Regions from separate parts of the Sus scrofa genome. Here region 1 is linked to region 2. The links are chromatin contacts, called in public Hi-C maps. All regions are on one chromosome and are shown on one strand. The core of a region is the stretch at or near the end of the contact, and the rest is flanking DNA. Distances in the headings are between cores, read along the strand shown.

Evidence for each region. A called contact is a pair of places that touch in the nucleus more often than the background predicts.
Region 1: a contact with region 2 is called in a Hi-C map of subcutaneous adipose tissue, with 1.8 times the contacts expected there. The contact joins two enhancer-like sites. A contact is called at or near these places in 4 of 47 Hi-C or Micro-C datasets (alveolar macrophages, embryonic fibroblasts, retroperitoneal adipose tissue and 1 more) and 1 of 2 datasets of contacts at active chromatin or transcription factors (skeletal muscle).

The regions. Positions count from the first base shown.
Region 1 is chr7:37,338,768-37,341,467 of Sscrofa11.1, reverse strand. All of the region lies in intron 17 of TRERF1 (transcriptional-regulating factor 1), which reads left to right. Among named protein-coding and RNA genes, the nearest start is that of MRPS10, 11 kb to the right of the region's middle. Within about 2 kb of position 1,402, at least 18 of the 83 cell types and tissues checked have an H3K27ac peak or open chromatin away from gene starts, as enhancers often do. A contact at or near this core is called in alveolar macrophages, retroperitoneal adipose tissue and subcutaneous adipose tissue, where this site is marked.
Region 2 is chr7:37,206,875-37,209,574 of Sscrofa11.1, reverse strand. TAF8 (transcription initiation factor TFIID subunit 8) reads right to left here. Exons shown (of 9, transcript XR_002345722.1): 9 at 1-107. Among named protein-coding and RNA genes, the nearest start is that of TAF8, 26 kb to the right of the region's middle. Within about 2 kb of position 1,449, at least 18 of the 83 cell types and tissues checked have an H3K27ac peak or open chromatin away from gene starts, as enhancers often do. A contact at or near this core is called in alveolar macrophages, retroperitoneal adipose tissue and subcutaneous adipose tissue, where this site is marked.

The sequences.
Region 1 (2,700 bases), core at 153-2,652, 130 kb before region 2:
AACCCGACTAGTACCCATGAGGATGCGGGTTGATCCCTGGCCTCCCTCAGTGGGTTAAGATTCCGGCATTGCTGTGAGCAGTGGTGTAGGTCAGCAGCTGCAGCTCTGACTCAGTCCCTAGCCTGGGAACTTCCATATGGAGCAAGTGCATCCCTAAAAGACAAGGGAAAAAAAAAAAGACTCTCCAGATTTTTCCATATACCATCCTTGGGAGTCTACATATCGCCTCATGGTAGGTGGACCTTGCCTTTGACTCAGAGTACAGTTATTCTGATGTCCTGAAGCTTCGTAAGGATGGACATCGTCAGAGAGCAAATCTCTACTGACACAATGACACCCTTTTCCAGAAATGGTAGATGGGACTCTGACTCCCATTTCTTCCTTCACACCCAAACCATAGTCACTAGTGCTGCTGTCTTTGCATCCCTGCTGAGTGATTGGCTCTAAAGCACTTAATCAGGAGCTCTCTGTGGCAGAAATGGCTTTCTTAGCAATACTGCTCATTCCTGCACCCAGGGCAGGCATTACCAATCAATTGCTACACTCTTTGCTCTCACATTAAGATGAGACTCAAATCCTTTCCAAGCCATCAAATCCTAATGCTTCAAGCTGGCACAACCAACTGATCAGAGTTGACTTGCGAGATAAAAGCTATTGGTCATCTCTGCCCATTTAAGTATAATATAAAGCAACAAAAAGAGGAAAACTGTCAGTAGGTAGTAATAAAAATACCTCATGCTGACGTTTACTGAGCACTTAATTTTATTCCATGCTTTATGCACATGAGCCCCTCTCAGAATCCACACACAGAAACTGCATGGGATGCAGATGCTGCTTTATCCTTGTTTTACAAATAAGGATTAAACATTAGGTAAAATGACTTGCCCCAGGTCATACCCCCAGTAAGAGCAGAGCTGAGGTTTGAACCTATGTGTGTTGAGAAACAGAGCCTGGGCTTCTGACCACTGTTCCATCCTGTTGGTTTGCTTTGTTTATTTTATCAGTGATGGTCGGTTGCCCACAGATCCCTCCCACAGCATCCTGTGTAGAATTCCAGTTTCCTTCTCAGTGAGTGTGCCGCCTAGAGAGGCTGTCATCGGTGACTTCCTTTGGGAGCCTTTTGCTCCGTTTCTCCTCCCATAATGGCCAGTGCCGTAAACGTGCAGTGTTCACCTGAGAGATACCCCCGGGTAGCTGCTGAAACTCGACCAAGAGAACATTCTTGGCTGTAAGAATGCGGCCACCTTGGACCTCCGTTTATAATATTCATTCTAATGGAACAGTTCAGGCACTTTTGAGGCGTTTTGATAGTTGCTGCCTTTTATCAGTTCCTCAGTATTTGCCTGGCACGGTTTTAAAGGCTATCACGTGGGGAGTTCCTGTTGTGGTGCAGCGGAAACGAATGTGACTAATATTCTTGAGGTTGCGGGTCCTATCCCTGGCCTCGCTCTGGGTCAGGGATCCGGCGTCACTGTGAACTGCGATGTAGGTCGCAGACGCGGATCGGATCCCACATGGCTGTGGCTGTGGTGTAGGCCAGCAGCTGCAGCTCTGACTTGACCCCTAGCCTGGGAACCTCCATCTGCTGTGGGTGATATTTCATGTATTGATGAATTTGACAGGCCCCAAGAGGTCGGTACTCTTATTAGCCTTAGGTCGGTGGCACCTGCCACAGTGAATTGAAACTAGCAGCTCTCCTTCCCTCTGTGAAACAGAGATGGGGAGACTGACTTAAGTGTGGGCCCCCTCCTCTGAGCTCTGACGTCCTTCAGACCCACATGTCCTCTTCATGTCACCGAGAAATAAGTGAGCCCCCGGATTGCTCATGAGGCTTATTTCCTAGAAATAATGCAACTCCCTCAGGCTGACTCCATCTGTTTGCCCTGGGGTAGAAGAGCTGGGGGCCTGGAGTCTCCCCAGTTTCTTCTGGGAGGAAAGAAACCTTCCACCCCCTCACCTCTAATAGGCTACAACTCCTTCCTCCACTAGGTGGCAACAAAGAACATTTTGACAACTGAAAAACATAGGTTATTTCCAGCTCTCAGGCTCTCCATTAAATGTTTTTCTTGTCTTATTTTTATGTTGCTTAGGACCTTTTTCTCCCATAACTCCAGTTAAGATTTTATGGAAAATAGGAATGCTTTCTCTGGTTTTCCAGACTCGGAATAACACTAGGCAGATGTTTGCAGAATGCTTCTTTTAGCTGCTGAAATCGTGTTCATTCCAGTTAACAGTTTTCAGTTATGTCCAGGGGTGACGCATCAACTCTAAGACATGGGTCTTAGAAACGGGTTTTTGTTTTTTTTTTTTCTCCTTTGTGAGCTCAGGAATGATGAATTATGTCACCCTCCCTCTCCAAAAGCAGGCAGTCTCACAGCTGGACAAACTTTCTCTGAAAAAGGTCCAGATCAAAATATTTTAGGTTTTGCATGTCTGTCTCTGTCACAGCTATTTTAATTTTGCTATTTTAATGCAGAAGCAGCCGCAGATGATCCAGAAACAAATAGACATGGCTGTGTTCTGGTAGGACTTTATTTACAAAGAAGAGGCAGGGGTATTTACAAAGAAGAAGCAGGGGGCTGGATTGGGCCCAATGACCATGGTCAGCAGGCTCCTCATCCCCGGGTTTCTCAGCCTCGGAACTGACATTTCGGGGGCTGTTGATTCCTTGTTTGGGGAGGAGGGCCTGCCTCCTGTGTT
Region 2 (2,700 bases), core at 200-2,699:
CAGCTCGGATCCTGAGTTTCTGTGGCCGTGGTGTAGGCTGCTCTGTACTCGCACCCAGGTGCTCTCAGGCGATGTTCAGAGAATTAAAACCTTGTTTCAGCACGAGCCTGAGTAAAACAGAAGAACAATAGACCCCCTCTCAGTGGCTGAAGAAAATTCATAAGTGAATGCATAACAGAATCCAAAAGAGGAGTTCCTGTTGTGGCTCAGTGGAAACGAATCTAACTAGTATCCACGAGGACGCAGGTTCGATCCCTGGCCTCGTTCAGTGGGTTAAGGATCTGGCATGGCTGTGAGCTGTGGTTAGGTCACAGATGTGGCTTGAATCCTGCATTGCTGTGGCTGTGGTGTAGGCCAGTGGCTACAGCTCCAATTCAACCCCTAGTCTGGGAACCTCCATATGCCATGGGTACCGCACTAAAAAGACAAAAAAAAAGAATCCAAAAGAAAGAGTTAGAATTCAGGGCACCATGGCTATTTTGTGGAGGCAAAATAGCTGACCAGGCTCAGGTTACCCACACAAACACTTGTAAGAGCCTCTGAGGATCTGACCCTTTTATTCCAAAGCCTCTTGGAGGGAGTTCTTGTTGTCGCTCGGTGGTAATGAACCTGACTAGTATCCATGAGGATGCAGGTTTGATCCCAGGCCTCACTCAGTGGTTAAGGATCCGGTGTTGCCATCAGCTGTGCTATAGGTCACAGATGTGGCTTGGATCTGGCTTTGCCGTGGCTGTGACGTAGGCCAGCAGCTCCACCTCTGATTCGACCCCTAGCCTGGGGACTTCCATATGCTTCAGGTGCAGCCCTAAAAAGAAATATAAATAAATAAATAAAAGCCTCTCCGGGAGTTCCCATTGTGGCACCATAGGATTGGCGGCATCTGTGCAGCACCAGGACACAGGTTCGATATCTGGCCCAGCATAGTGGGTTAAAGGATCTGGCAATGTGGAAACTGTGGCTCGGATCTAATCCTTGGCCCAGGAACTCCATATGGTGTGGGGGCAGCCAGGGAGGGGAAAAAAAAGCCTTTCAGATCATCAGCAACTCAGCTGCGTAAAGGAGCTGGGGCAGGGCCCCTTCCAACCCCACCCCATTCAAATGACCCCTTTCTTGTGATAATCCTGGTACAGATCCGGCAGATCTGATCCAGAGCCCGACCTGCCCAACATGGGGACAGCCTGAGGGCCAAGACCAGCTCTGCAAGCTTTACAAGCCAGAAGGCTTGTTACTGCTGACACCAAAGCAGTAGGCCACCTGAGTCCCCCTGTCCTTACTTCTTCCAGAAGCTTCACTTGCCAGCCCACCCCATTCAGATCTCAGCACAGCATTCATGGAGTCCTCAAATCTAATCTCCAGTGGCCGTGGTCCCTGTGACTTGGTGGGTGGTGTTGAAAGAGGCTCGTGTGTTGACTTGTCTCCTTGACTACACTGCCAGTGCCCTGGGGGAAGGGAGTTCCCTGTGAGTTTGTGTTTCCTCCTTCTCTGCTTGGTTCGGGGCTCAGTCTGCAGGGAGTAGTCACTCTTGGCCTTGGTGGTTCTCCTGGGGCCAGGACTCCCCCCCTCCCCACCCCAGTCAGCATGTTGGCTAAATGCCAGACCACGTGAAGATAACCACTGAGAAATGGTGTCTCTCAGGCTTCTCCAGCCAGAGTGCCTTCCAGCCAGAACAACCTCTGACGAGCTAAGTCATGGGCTGCTGTCAGCCCTCCCTGCTCAACTCACTCTGACTTGCACCTAAAGCCCTGATTAGCCCAGGAGGCTCCTCCCTGGCCCCTCCCTCACCCCCTCCACTGAGCAGCACCCCCTCTGACTCAGAGCTTGCGTGCTTGCTCTTCCCTCTCTCTGGAATGCTTTTCCATGCAGCTGGCCCTGTCAACACATATGGGGTCCTGCTCAGAGAGCTCTCCTTTCCCACCCTTTCTAAAACAGCACCCCTTGGGGAGTTCCTGCTGTGGTGCAACGGGATTGGTCGTGTCTTGGGAGCGCTGGGACCCAGGTTCGATTCCCCGGCCCAGCACTGTGGGTTAAGGAACTGGTGATGCCACAGCTGCGGCTTAGGTTGCAACTACATCTCAGATCTGATCCCTGGCCTGGGAACTCCATGTGCTGTGGGGAAGAGGGGAAGCCCAAACCAAAACAAAAAAAACCACAGCACCCCCCCAGCCCCTTCCACCTGCCCCTCCAGATCCACCCACTGACCCCTCGGCGACCCCTGGCCACAGGTCCTGGCAGAAGGGTCTGACATTGGCCTTGCTCCAGATTCTGGTAACTGCTTCCTCCGCTGCCTGTTACCCACCAGGTCCAGCTACCTGTGCTGTGTTCCTCCACACCTTTGGAGGCAATCTCTTCATTAACCCTTCCTCAAGTTACCCAACCTGAGAACACTGTGGCTTTTCTCTCGAGACCCCGATTCACCCTCTGACAAGATGTTTGTGAGCTGTCTGGCCCCAGTGAGACCATAAGGTCAGAGAACATAGCAGCTTAGTTATATCTATCACATCCCAGTGTTGGACTTGGCGCGGGTACATGATCGTTCAACACATATTTGTTGAATGCGTGAATGAAGAGGGGAAGGATCCATCTTATCTGGAGGGAGGATATGGAGGCTGGAAGGACAGGCCAGATTTTAGGAGGTGGAGTTCCCGCTGTAGCTCAGTGCGTTAAGAAACCGACTAGATCTGGGAGAATGCAGGTTAGATC